Regions from separate parts of the Mus musculus genome. Here regions 2 and 3 are each linked to region 1. Evidence: chromatin contacts called from public Hi-C data. All regions are on one chromosome and are shown on one strand. Each heading gives the region's core, a stretch centred on a gene start, on an enhancer-like site or on the middle of the called end of the contact. The rest is flanking DNA. Distances are from core to core; before and after follow the strand shown. Region 1 has its middle 290 kb from the start of 1700012I11Rik. Region 2 overlaps Zfat (zinc finger and AT hook domain containing). Region 3 has its middle 190 kb from the start of Zfat.

Region 1 (4,748 bases), core at 603-3,102:
ATGATACAGGGTCCCCTTTATGCTCAGGTCAAAATACCCGATGCCATCTGGCTTGGAAGGATGGCTGTACTCATCTCAACATTACAGCATGAGAGTGAGATCCCTGGACTATAAAAAAAATAAAAACTGAAAACAAAAACACATCACTTATTATGTAGTTAAAATATAAGAATGCATGGAAGAAACTCCATGCTTACCTGCGATTTCATTTAACTTAGTTGATAGCTTTGCAGTGATTCCTATGAATGCACATAGACTGCTTGTTCTCTTGATTAAGAAGGTCCATGCCTGACTCTCTCATATTCCTCCTCAGTGACTAACACAAAACCCAAAATATAGCTCTGGCTAAACACATAAACCTCTAGACGAATAAAACTAAAAAGGAAGGTCATGTGTACGTAGCATGTTCACGTTTCCATTTTGAAAGCCGATACTTTGACAGTTTATCAAGCTTAGCCCTTCAAGAACAGAACTGTGTCTTTTTGAAGAATTGAACCACACCAGCCAAGAACAGCTGCTGCTGGTTCTGAACACTGGAAGCATAATGACTTTGAAGGGGTTGTCTTTCTTCCACTTAATGACCCTAAACATTCAAGAAATTGGAATTGGCAGGGTCTATAGGGCTATTGTTCTTTAACGTACTGGGGCTTCCAAATGGTGGCTTTATGCTGCCAGCTAGTATAATATTAAAGATTAATAGGCAATAAAACAGAGACAGGTGGCCAACCATAAGTTGTCATGAACAGCACATGGGAAACAATTCCCAGTTTATGTTGCTGGATAAGACAGTGATTGGCCATAATGGCCCCTTGGTTTCCCAGACCGGCTTTCTCAGAGAGCCAAAGGTACTTGAGCATAGGCTTCTGATCTTACTAACAAGCGTCAGTCATGACACATTGATGATAAGAAAAGTCCCTTGTAAACCCCTCTGTAGAGAGCTTAGCATATCAGTCCCCCACTGTGTATGACCAATGGTATTTGAATGAGCCCGTTCATCTAACAAATTGAGCAACTGTCAAGTTGGACACTGTACATATGCATAGCTAATGTTACAGTGTTGTGGAAGATTTTTTTTTTGCAGCTGACACAGTATGTGTTGTTGTTTGTTTGTTTGTTTGTTTGTTTGTTTGTTTTTCAAAGAAACGATGTTATCTCCTAGTGGATGACAAGCATCCTCCTCCAGTAGAGCCCAGGAATCCTTTCCCAGTCAGTCCAGGCATCTCTCCAAGTGGATCTCAAACATACCTTCGCAACAGAGCCGTTGTATCTCCTCCCAGTGGAGCCAGATATCTCTCCTAGTGGAACTCCGGCATCTTCACCCAGTAGAGTCTAGGCATATATTTCAGGGACCCTCAGGCATCACCTCCCAATGCAACCTAGGCATTTTCCCCAGTGGAGCCCAGACATTTTCCCCTAGTGGATCTCCATCCTGAGCCCAAACATCTTCTCTCTGTGGAGCCCAGGTGTTCCTAGCATCTTGCTGATCTGACATTTAGTTGGCCTCATGTAAGATTCAAGCAGGCCTATCACATTGGAGAGGAAAAGGTGTTCTGAAAGGATACACATGGGGGGGAATCTTGTGCCTACTTACCCTGGATGTGTGAAAGAGAATACCAATTTTTATTTTGCCCTCGGTTTCCATGATCATCTTTAAATGTAAGAGCAATTTGATTTGATTTGCATAATTGTGGAGAATATTTGGAATGGTGTAGGGAAAGTGCTTAAGTGTAGAGCTGGCATTTAATAAATATTTAATTCTTACTTGTTTAAAGTGCAGGGTCATGTGCTCTCCCTGTTCCTTTTAGCTTGGGGCAGAATTTCTGCTGAGAAGAAATAAGGAAGCAGGGGGAGGGAAAGTCAGCATCGTTAAGTCATGTGAGTCATTTTTAGTAGCAGAAACTGAAAAATGGGAAACCTAGAAGTTGTCAACAAGAATCTGAGAAAGTTGGGTTTAAGACATGTAAATGGGCATTTCTTATCAAAAGATTTCCATGATGTTCAAGGAATTCATGGCCTGTGGCTGTTTCTTACTTTGTGGAAAATCTAAGTCTTAGGCTTATGGGGCTGTTGACTCAACCACAGTATTATGGTTTAAATTTAAAATGCTCCTCACCCCAGTTCATGTTTTGGGTGCTTGGACTCCAGAGGGTGGCACTATTTGGGGAAAATCCTAGAAACCTTGGGAAGTGAGGCCTAGATGGAGAAAGTGGGTCACTGGGCAGCTTAGTCATGGCTGGTGATATAAGAGATGGTGAAAAATTGCTTGGTACACAATGGAGTTTTAGAAAAAAAGAATCTGCTAAACTGTGCCTTTAAGATGCTCAGTGGGTAAAGATGCTTGTGCACAGGCTTGGCAACCTGATTTTAGTGCCAGGATCCTACAAGATAGAAGCAGAGAACTTTCTCTCAAAAGTTGTATGGGATATAAATAAGCATAATTTTTTTAAAAAGTTGTCTGACTTTCATATGTGCATCTGCACACACATACACATACACAACACATACACACATACATCATGCCAAACACTGATGCACTAAACACAAATACACACTAACAGGTATATTCACCTGCATACACACACACTCAAACACACGAATACTTACATGCAAACACACGAATACTTACATGCACACACACACACATATACACATACTCACATGCACACTCACACACACATACATACACACACACATGCACATGCATACCCACACATGGACACACACTAATAATTTGAGAAATTTCCTAAACTTGGTTCATATTATTTGAAATGTACCTACTCTTCCAAGCTATTCTTTATTCTATCATTCTAGGGACCAAGAGTAAACACGTGGTCTGAATTTTTTCTACCAATGTCATGGGAAATTAACAATAAATCTTACTATTAAACAATTTATAATTTACCCCATACTGTTATGCTACGTTAATGCATTAGGGTAGACATAATGACCAATTTATTGGCATATTAAATGAAATAAATTTTTGAAAAGGAACTAGTAATTTTTTTAAAAGGTTGTGTATCTCAGAAATGACATGAAGAATAGAAGGGGTGAGATTTCAACAGTATTGGTGCCTTTCTGGACTGATATTTTAATAACATCTTCCAATGCCTTAATGCTTGAAAGAGTATTGCAGAAGTCACTTTGACACATCATCTAAGTTCCTTTGGGCTACAGCTCTCTTCAGATCTCAAATGTGTGGCCACTGAATCGTCTTCCTTTCAAAACGCCCATAAAAGTATGTGTAGTTTTACAATATGAGTCTGGTGTGGTCCACATGAAAAAAAAAATCCATTGGGCTCCCAAGTGCAGCTCTTAGTAGCAGCTTTAGTCAAAGGGAAATGTAGAAGACTCCATGGACCAGGGTAGTCTGACTGTGATGAGCACGGTCCTCAGGGCTGCATGTGCTCTTTCAAGGCATAATGATGTAAAATGGAATTGCAATTGTGCATGCCCTTCCAGATGCCTTAGTTGGCTTTTTGCATAAATTGGAATCTGCTGTTCACCCATTGAGCCCCTCCTCAAATATGACACCTTCTAGTTTTCATTAATCATCTCAAAAATTCATTTATTATTCCTGGTTGGCTCTGCATCTAGAGCTCAGAAATGATATCTATAATCATCAGGATTTGAGGACAGTGAGACAGACCAGTCTTTACAATCATTTCCATTCTTTTAGACATGGTCTACATCTCAAACCTGTCAAATCACATGAAGGCTGATAATGAAACAGGAGATGTGGATACCATTTAAACGGGCAGAACTTCCTGGAGATTAATATTCTAGCAATTTGGGGTTTGAGTTTTATATAGAAGTCACACTAGATGTAAAGAGTTTTTTCCAAGAAAAGTTTCAAAATTAATCAGTGCCTAATTCTAAATTTTTCTAAATTTTAAAATCAGAGGTGAAAAATGAAAGCTAATCTTAAGGTCATTTCTGTTGTCTCATATGCAAAGTGGGTAAGAATAAATCCCCCCACTCCTAAGATTGAGGATGGATAATAGATCTGACAACCTCTCTCATATCATATCTTGAACATGGAGGATGGAGAGAGAGAGACAAACAAAGGAAGATGAATGTATGAACAGTAGACAGACTGAGAGCTGCTTACTGATGGTGAAGGTCAAAGCTTTGCCCCTATGCCTGTCATTTATTCGCTCCTTAATACATGTTTATTAGTTAGTTTTTTAAAAGTTTTGTTTATTTATTCATTTATTTGTTTATTTTATGTACATGAGTACACTGTATCTGTTCAGATGGTTATGAGCCTTCATGTGGTTGTTGGGAATTGAATTTTTAGGACCTCTGCTCGCTCTGGTCAACCCGACTCGCTCTGGCCCAAAAATTTATTTATTATTATACATAAGTACACTGTAGCTGTCTTCAGACACACCAGAAGAGGGTGTCAGATCTCATTATGGGTGGTTGTGAGCCACCACGTGGTTGCTGGGATTTGAACTCAGGACCTTCAAAAGATCGATCAGTGTTATTACCTGTTGAGCCATCTCACCAGCCCACTTTGTTTGTTTTAATGCATGAGTCATCAGAATGCATCTTCTTTTGGGATTTTTGTGTGTGTGTTTTAATTTTTTAATTTTTCTGAACCTCAAACTTTATATCTTTGTGATCAATATCCATTTTTCTAAAAATAAGGATGTTTTTCAAAAAAATCCATTTATATTAATCAGTTCTGTTGGCAATTGATTAATGAATCATAAGTAGTTACCCAAAGCAGTTATAGGTGTGTGTGT
Region 2 (4,748 bases), core at 946-3,445, 620 kb before region 1:
GGTGAGGGCTAGCCTGCTCTATACACTCATCTACATACTGATCTATGTGGCAGAGGCAGGAGGAGCAGACACCATCAGGTGAGGGCTAGCCTGCTTGCTCTATACACTCATCTACATACTGATCTATGTGGCAGAGGCAGGAGGAGCAGACACCATCAGGTGAGGGCTAGCCTGCTCTATACACTCATCTACATACTGATCTACGTGCAGGCTGAGCCACAGACTGAGTATCTGGGGAACATCACAACGAGATACTTTTCTTTTGCTCTCTATCCATCACTGGTTTGAACTTCTCTGTCACGGGTCTTTTTCTTCAGGCTGACTCATGTTTTTTCTGCCCTATTTTGTTTTGCTCATAAGAACACTAGGAATCAAGGTACCCTTTGTGTGTACCGGACTTGCAGTTGGTGAATCTTTGGGTATGCAGGTGGTGTCTTTCATCAGCTGGACACTTCTCATCCATTGTCTCCTTAAACACTTCTCTCTGTTCATTTGTTCCCTGTCCCTCTCTTAGGGCAGTAACGCCCATGTCTTAGATTCCATTACTCAGAAGATCTCTCACCTCCTTTCCCTTTCTGTCCATCTCCTTCTGTGTCTTTGTGTCTCAGTTATTTTTCTTGGCCTTTCTTCAAGATCATTATTCTCTGTCTTTATGTTGTATATGCCGTTTGTAAGACTTTCAAATAAAGGGTTTTAGTATTTAAAAATTCCTAGCATTTTCATTTGGTTCTTTCAAATTGGCTCTAGTTTTCTTAGCTTTTTTCATCTGTCCCTACAAGTTCTCTCTTTCTTTCCAGAGCCTTTCATACACTTATTTTCATAGTTTATTCTAATAATGTCAACATATGGAATCTATATATCAATCCCATCCCCATTTTGAGGTTACATTGCCTTGCTCCTCTCTCTACATATATCAGAATATTTAATAGATCAAATATTATGTTTCAATAAATAATTAAGTCCCACTTAAATACTAGTTGATATAAAAAATGTAAGTGATTTTAATGTGCAGTATTGTGCAGAAGAGGCAATGAAGCAAACCCAGCTGCTCTTATGAGAGGTTAGCTTAATGGTTGGACTTCACAAATTCCTGACACTCGGGCTGAAAAGAACTTATTCTGCCTTCATTGTGCAAAAGATGTGGTTTATATTGGAGACCTGTCTTCCTTCCTGGAGCAAGTCCTGTAACCTTCCGAAGTTACCTGTTGCTTAGCAATAGAAGCAGTATATGATCTACCTCTATACACATGAACACTAGTAAGAAACTTAGTAATAAGGACTTTCCATGTGATTCTCAGATGCTCATATCTGTCCTTTCTCTGCCTTCTTCCTGGTCACAGGAACTCACCTTGACGGCACATACTCTGTCCGTCATGGTCCCATTACTCAACATTCTTGCTATCTGAGGCAGGTGCCAGCTGTTCTTAGAGTCATAGTCACATGTCCCACTGGTTTGACAAGTCCCTTAATGGTGCGCTCTAACACATAAATGTGCCACTGTTGTGAGAACTTTTCACCAGGTGTATTATCTGTATAGAGTGCTTGTGAACATCTAGGCATTTGCTCCTCATCAGCCCCACCCCTTCCCACTGGACCTACTGCCCATGCTTTCCAGTTCTGCTTCCTGGCAAAGATCAGGCTCTATATTTCCCCACTGTCCTCTCCCCATCATTGCTGCCCACCAGTGCTTTCATCACACTGAGACATATTGCAAGGGCTCAGTACCCAAGAGACTTTGCACATTAGCTCTATCCTCTGTAGAGTTCCAAGGTCACCAAGAATCTCCTGGCCTCTAGAGAATAAGTTTAAAGAAAAAATGATGTGTGAGTTGTGCAAGTCTGCAAAGAAAAATTCACTCTGAAGTCAGCAATATGTACCTTTTGGAAACTGTTCAGGGTGGCTGAATGCTGACCCATCTTTATTTAGCTTCCTCTGTTTCTGACACTGTGTGACCTTCTTGGCCATTGGCCCTTTCCTTTTTGTGGTCAGAAAGCCCTTAGATATAGCTGAGGTCAGGAGTTGACCCTTCACCTTGACAACACACTGTCGAATTTATATTTGATATGTGTTTGAATGCGGTTGAATCCTTGACAGTCAGTGCCACAAAAGCCCAAGGAATCTATTGCTTTATTGCAGTTGAAAATTTGCCTAGCCACAGCATTGTCGCAAAACTGATAAGAGGTTAAGGTGACCTTAGTCTCTAATCTCGTTATCACTGATAAACGTCTAACTCTTCCCTCTGGAGTACACTGTACCACTGCTCAGCAGTCACAATGTTCAGGGGCAAAGTAAGGACGACTAAGGGATTCAATTTTTACTGGATCTTTTGATGCAATGTAAGTGAGATGATCTGGGAACCAGACCCGTCTCTGTCAGGCAGTGCCAGGTGAACAGGCTTCTGGGCTGAGCTCAAGCCTCTGTCTGCCAGGTTTGTAGGCCTCTGCAGAGCCAAAAGTGCATCAAAAATAATAGCTGTTGCATGGAGTGTTAGGGGAAAGTTATGTCTCCCAGGAGCTGTGGAAACTCAGAAGACCAGCACAACCATCATTCTCATTTTTCAATTCTTCTTTCAGCCAAGTTAAGATTATATTATCCTATTGCTTAAAACCCCTATTTTTGGAACTGCAGCAAAAAGATTCTCCACTGATTGATAACCACAAGTCAAAGGGAATTCAAGCAGCACTTAGAGAAGGAACAGATGAAAGGGTTCAGTGTGCACAAGTCCATCAGCAGTGTACTGACATGTAGTGTGGGTTTATATGTGGGGAGAATTGAGAATTGAGGTGTATATTTGCATAACTGAGCACACCTGCTAGAGATGTGATCCCTCTGAGCCTTGTCTCTGCATGTTCTGGATGTGTCTGTCGTACAAGGTGGTCAAAGATGTCCTTATTGCCTGAGAGGCCAGGGTGCCTGTAAGAGGGTTGCTCTGCTCCGTGCTGTGACCTCATCCTCATGGAGAGCCACTATAAAGTTTTTCTTGCCTAGGAATCTAAGTTTATTCAAGAAGAAAGTCTCAGAATAATGACTTCCTTGTCCATCCAAAATGATGGAGACAGACAGGAACAAAGTCAGAAATGCCTGGCTTTCATCCTGCGTTTATAAACAGTTGCTTCAGAGGTCCAAGTTGCAGAGCCAATGCTCTTTAACAAAAGCAGTTTTGAAGTGCCTGCATTTTGATCATGAAGTAAGTGCCAAAGGCCTTTGTGATGTGACAACAGCAAGCTGCAGTGAGCTATGTATATAGAAGGCCAGGGCCATCTGAACACATGAGGACACATACGCAATGTTGGACAGAGAGAGTCTGCAGGATGACGTCAGCCAAGGGGATTCCTGTTGAAATAAGTTACTCCGGGTTTTCCTTCTAACCCTTGTAAGGAAGAAATAAAGGGATAACCGTGAGTAAATAGAAGACAAACACTTGTAAGCTGTTCAAGTTTCTAGTATCTGGAGTGATCTCACTCAGTTGTCTGACATTGCTGTGGAAAGTGTTTTATATGCACACTTTAACTTGCCCGGAAAATCCCTTAAGGCAAGTATTAATATCTCCATTTTATAGATCATAAGGTTAAGGCCCAGAACCCAATGAAGGGGCATGCGTTAGGAGTCCTGGAGCTTTCCAGAGATGATGCTGCGGTTTTGATGTCTTTGGGTCTTGTGTGAAGTCATTTGGACATAATGACTTCATCAGTCTATGCATTTAAAGGACAGTAACTTTTTACGCCTTTGTCCTTTCCCTTACCTGATGATACTTATCCACAGGTATATGTTTAGCTATCAAATAACAAGCTGACTAAGTTAATAGCTGGAACACTTACCAGCTTCCGTGGAAACCACAGTTCAGGGGCAGCAGGTGAAGACTACGTGTGGGGTTTCTGTGGCGGTATCTGACCTTGAAGGGCAGTAAGGTCTCTGATACTGCACTCACTTTTCTGTTTCCTATGAGTGTGGAGATGTGTGTGGGAGGAAGAAAGGGCATGTGCACCTGGGTGGCACCTTGGCCCTTTGTTAACCTTGTTAACTGGATTCCAACTACAGAGCTTGTGCTAAAGACCTTTTGTGTCATGTTCAATTCTGTTGTACCTTAGATTTTTTTTTACAGCATCTGTGGAAAAAAATGGAAACTGGATAGGTTCATGTTAAACTAAAGTCCTATCCATCTATGAGTATATTCTCTGAAAACACTGCATTTTTTCACATCACAAGTGATTACAATATTAATAATAATAACAACAAGAAAATAGAATCGATAACCAGCTAACACTAAAGAGTCTTCTAAGCTCCTCCACCAAATGCAATTAGTGTGGATTGATTTACTGTTACATATTGTGATGAGTTAATTGCCTCAAGGCAAGCTGGCTTTGAACTTGTGGTACCCCACAGCTTTATAATATTTATTCTTCTAAATTGTTTAATTTGTCTCTGGCCTTATTTGAAAACTGAGCTAGCTTTGTGCTTATTAACTGATAATGATGATCTGACTCCTGCTCTTTGGATACTGACCCTGGCATTGGTTTTGTTCCTGCCACATTTGACCCAGTGTAGAGCTGAGCACCAGCTTTGGATGATGGGGATTCTTAAAAGAGACAAAAGTATGAGCAAACTTTTAACCCTTGGCTTGCTAAACTTGTCTTTGAGACTCCCAACACAACACAAAGCTTCCACCATGAAAAGCCCGCCCGTGTTGCAGGGAGTGAATGGTATTTTCATTGACACCCATATCCTGTAAGCCTCAGACGTCCTTGTAT
Region 3 (4,748 bases), core at 1,050-3,549, 560 kb before region 1:
CTGCACACTTTGAAGATTGGAACACATTTTAATTCGCCCCGCAACGCTGGATTATGTTCTAATTATCCCTCATGAATGCTCGGTTCCCTGTGACTTCTGGGAGTGGCATGGCTTGGTGGGAGAGCTGTTGTTCCCACTGCCCAGTGTCCTGGCGTGGGATCTGTCGTCCATCTGAACTTGTCACCCCAGCAGCCCACGGCAAGGTCCTTTCTGCTGGAAATTTCTCAGAAAATACAGAAAAAAAAATATAAAGAAGGACACACAAAGTTCTCAAGAGTTCTATCCTTTGTATGTTGGGTGAGTTTATTTTCAATGTGTTTAAGTATAAACAGTCCCTGAGTCGGTTTACTTATCCATATGACGTTTTTTTTGAGTCACTTCTGCTCAAGATTCAACCCGGAGAAGGAAGAAGGAACAAACCAGAAGAGGAGGAGGAGAGGAACTGAGGGTTCTGCTGGAGAAGTTGAGGCTGCAGGCCGATTGTGGACAGGCCCTCCTACACAAGGCCAAGAGGAGATTAGAATTATTATTTTTTATGTGGGAAAGGAAGTGGTTAGGGGTTGAGCAGCCCTGCCATGGGTGTTCCTTCACTACTGCCAAGGCTCTGGAGCTGTGACCCCAGCCACTGAAGTGATTTGACATGGCTTTGTGTCCTGGCTGGGAAAGAAAATGTCAGTGCTGCTCACAAAGTCAAGGTGGGACCCTGTAGAGTGTCGTGCTTCAGGGCTGGCTGAGAGCTGCCCACAGCAAGCTCGGACAGAAAGGTTTAATATCCCTTTCCTCTTCACACTCTTCTTCAGGAAGAGTGAAATAGCATCTCATCTATGCCCAAGCTTGTCACCATCACAGGACCAAGCATTCTCCTTACTTCTTCAGTGGGAATGAGCCACAGGTGGTAAGCTGGGGTCCTAGGCTTCCAGAATATAAGAGGTGAATGTACCTCTGTCCAAGGGACAGTCCGTGGTCTCCAGCACTCCAGCCCTTCCCCAACCCTGCAGTACATCTTCACAGCTGCCAGCCAGGCCCAAGGCCAACATTCCCTTGCTATTTCCTTAGCTGGCAGGCTTTCCTGTTTTTGCCTTGTCCTTTGTGCGGACAATGGGGCCCGTGAAAGCCCAACTAGGTCAGATGGCTTCTCTACTCACCATTGTCCCATGGCTCCCCCTTCCTGAGGAGCACAGAATCCTGAAGTTGTCTTGTTCCTAGGGATGCTCTTTGACCACAGCTATCCCTGATTATCCTGTAGCAAAACGGCAATGCTGCCCACCCACCTCTGACTCTATCTCCATCAGCCTTCATCTCTGCCTTTATTTTTCACCTGTCTCTCTATAGCATGACTGGCCCCTGACCAGAATGTGTGGACCAAGAAGGTTCTGCTTTGCTCACTACTCAGCTGCATAGCAGCACAGCACCTAGAATACTGTTTCACATGTATCTGTTAGGTACATGGAGAAGAGATGAAGGCACTAACGTAATGTATGAGACCTGGTCTGATATGTGATGTCCACTGTATTCCCTGACTCCTCAAGACTTCATCAATAGCTCACCTGTCTTTCTACCCCATAGCCTGAGCTTTATAAGTTGTGTGCTACTCTGAGTTTTAAGTCCTGCCATGGAATGATCACAGAGAAAGAGAGGCTGCCCTTTGGCTGCATCACTGGACACTGGAGCCACAGACCAGGTCTCTGCAGTCTTCCCCATGGGGACCACATAACCACCACCATTCCAGAGTGCCCGTTTCAATTTGAGAAGAACACAACAGCGGCAGGGTATATGTCGTGTACCTCTTTTCAGCCAAAGGATGGGAAGTCTGCCCAGAGTTTACTGGGACAAATAGTCCTCAGAATGGGGATTGGAAAAATGGAATAATATGCATCCATTGTCCTCACCACACACTGCACTTCAGAGTGCACAGGCTTTGCTGAAAGCTAGCTTACGGAGAAGACAAGATTGCTGTGTGCAGTGCAGGAGGTAATCTCTCTGTATCCCAGGGGATGACTCCATCTGTCCTTCCTCCCCCGCGGCAGGGCCAGCCTGCGGAGACAATGGGAGGGAGGATAAATGGCCACATTGTAACTTATTTGATTTTGGATGGGTGGAAGGAAAGGCTTGATGTAGGGTGTCAGTGTCTGACATGAGCATGTCAGGCGCTGTGTGATGAGATAGGCAGGCACTTTTGGTTCCAGGCAGAGAGAAGGACAGGCGGGCACCCCTCCAAGGGGGTCACAGTAGGGACCAAGTGCTGGAAGCAGGGAGTGTGGGAGGATGCTGAACGGGGTCATTTAGTCACAACATGAATATTAATGAATGGCTATGAAACACACATGGAGCCCAGCCATGGAGTTCAGCACCATTCAGCTCCTGACTCTTCTTTGCACTGTGATAATAAAAGCTCCATTCGGCTGAGGATGGGGAGAACACCAAGATGACTCGCATTTCCTCTTAATCATCTCCAGGGATAAAACATGAACTGCCCATGTTGTGTTCTTAGCTGCCAGAGGCACTCCAATGGGATGGGATAGCTTCCTTTCCAGTGGCATCATTTTTTTTTTTTGGTCTATGTCTCTTATGTCCAGTTATTCTCAATGCCTGAAGGACAATCTTTGCCCTTTTGCTCTGGTGTGCCTTACTCTTGCAGGTCCCTGGTACGTGAAGCTGCTTGGCATTAAAATTTTCCAGAGCTGGTGATATAGCCTTTACTCTCACTCTTTCTGTGCAAGGAATAATATTCACAACTCCGATCTCTTGATATAATGTGTTGTTGGTAAAATGGAAGGGAAAGAGAGAACAGGATGCCTTTTGTTTATTTCAAACACCCCCCACCCAGCCAAATCAACACAAAATGGAAGGAATAGTCTGTTCTGCTGATAAACATTATTGTAACTTCTCATGAGTATATAGGGACATCCTTGTGGATGGATAATCAGAAACTGAAGTTCCCATTTAAGGTTGGGTCTCATACATACCTGCCTTTCTTTCTTTGTCTTCAGTACATTGATACCTTCCTGATGCTCCAGTTCCCAGGCGGTTTAGCTTCTCTGACCTCCAGGTTCTCTCCACTTACAGCTCCATTTTCTTTATCTCTTCTTTTCAGAACCCCACCTTTATTGATAAAACTTTGCTGGATCAAATGGCTCCCCACCTAATAGAGCTTACCTTCCTAACAGGGGTGCTCCTTTCTCAGCTGCAGAGACTCTGTACCCAGAGGGAACCAAGTCTTAGACTCTGCGGGAGCTTAGCCCTAATTCTTACTTCGTGGCTTTTTTAGTGGAATCCAGGAGAGCACTTAGCTACTGAGATATCATCAGAGGCAGACAAATGAAACTAGAATTAGATATATTAGGGAGTGTGCCCATGATGACTTCTAAGCTCTCTACCCCATACCATACTTGTGTGAATGGCTTTGGGGTTCTGAGGTTGTCAGTTAACAGATTATCCTGCTTCTTGTGGCTCAGATTTATCTCTTTACAGTTTATTCTGCCCCTTCAATGTAGCACCTGTGATATTCAGACTTCTCTCCTTCTGCACTCCTTTCTCAGCAGCCTCCAGTGTGTGTCTTTATGACCAGTGATGGCGAGGCAGGTGGGGACCTGTGTAGAGTGCTGATAGCAGATACCTGTCCTAGTTTGATGAGGTTAGTGATATGGTTCAAGGCACTGAGCTCCTCTTGGAGAGGTAACTGTTGTGGATTGCCCTGGTGCAATTTGTATTTTATGCTAATTCTACTTCCTTAAGAGGGACTGCCCCATAAGGAGGGGACCACATACTCGGGTGATTTTATGTGAACCTTCTCCCCATTTAAACTGGTCCAATAAAGGCTAGAGCCTGTGGTTGGGCAGTGGAAGGGAAAGGTAAGGCTGGAGGTTTAAGAGAGGCAAGAGAGGAATGGAGAAGGGGAGATGAGGAGACAGAAGAGATGGAGGAAGAGGAGGTAGAAGAAAAATGGAGCAGAACCACGTGGTCTGGAGGAGCCACAAGTAGCCAGGGAGCTCATAGCTGGGGAATAAAGTAGTATAGTGGTGTATCTGCCCAATCTAGGCATGATGTTTATGAATATAGCTGAGTTGTGTGTTCTTTGCATGGGCTTATTGGAGTTGGAGATTTACCACAACAGGTGACCACTTGTCTCCTTGTTCTGAGCCTTTCCCATGACTCTTTAGATTTTTTCCAGTTCCCGTTATGAACCATGGCATTCATGGGGATGAGGAAGAGGACTCTGTTCTCTGACTCCTGCCTAGCTCCACATACACTCTGACATTCTTCCATAACTGCTGACCAGAGGGATGGGCTTCCCTGTGCCTCTTCCTCTACACTATACATTTCTTTTGGTCAGATTCTTTTCCCAGGATGCATGGAGAGCAGTCACATTTCCTAGGATCTGAGAACACAGGACTGAGTCCCAGGTGCTGTAACTACAGTGTAGCAAGAACATGAGTTCTGTAGCTGGCTACCCTGGGCTCAGGAAGTAACCTTCCACTCACCCATCCCTGGAAGGTCTCTGAAATGTCCCTTCCTTTCAGGCATATGGTCTTGACCATTGCATACTGGTTTGCTGCTCATGTCCACTCCTGTGAGCTTCCAGAAAATTTCAAGGTGGTTGTAAACATGAAGTGTCCATTAAAGGAAGACCTGAAGAAATTCACTTTTTGAGCTAGAAAATCCAAGTGAAAGAATGACAGGCCAGAGAATTGAGAATAAAGACCATTATAAGTGGCAAGTATTTTAAAAAGTTGGGGACTGGATAAATG

The links. A called contact is a pair of places that touch in the nucleus more often than the background predicts.
Region 2: a contact with region 1 is called in a Hi-C map of bone marrow-derived macrophages, with 13 read pairs. The contact joins two enhancer-like sites.
Region 3: a contact with region 1 is called in a Hi-C map of bone marrow-derived macrophages, with 21 read pairs. The contact joins two enhancer-like sites. A contact is called at or near these places in 1 of 484 Hi-C or Micro-C datasets (bone marrow-derived macrophages) and 1 of 9 other capture datasets (bone marrow-derived macrophages).

Annotation. Positions count from the first base shown.
Region 1 is chr15:67,511,370-67,516,117 of GRCm38.p6, reverse strand. No RefSeq gene overlaps it. Among named protein-coding and RNA genes, the nearest start is that of 1700012I11Rik, 290 kb to the right of the region's middle. Within about 2 kb of position 1,852, at least 15 of the 459 cell types and tissues checked have an H3K27ac peak or open chromatin away from gene starts, as enhancers often do. A contact at or near this core is called in bone marrow-derived macrophages, where this site is marked.
Region 2 is chr15:68,131,983-68,136,730 of GRCm38.p6, reverse strand. All of the region lies in intron 11 of Zfat (zinc finger and AT hook domain containing), which reads left to right. Among named protein-coding and RNA genes, the nearest start is that of Zfat, 120 kb to the left of the region's middle. Within about 2 kb of position 2,195, at least 5 of the 459 cell types and tissues checked have an H3K27ac peak or open chromatin away from gene starts, as enhancers often do. A contact at or near this core is called in bone marrow-derived macrophages, where this site is marked.
Region 3 is chr15:68,068,897-68,073,644 of GRCm38.p6, reverse strand. No RefSeq gene overlaps it. Among named protein-coding and RNA genes, the nearest start is that of Zfat, 190 kb to the left of the region's middle. Within about 2 kb of position 2,299, at least 46 of the 459 cell types and tissues checked have an H3K27ac peak or open chromatin away from gene starts, as enhancers often do. A contact at or near this core is called in bone marrow-derived macrophages, where this site is marked.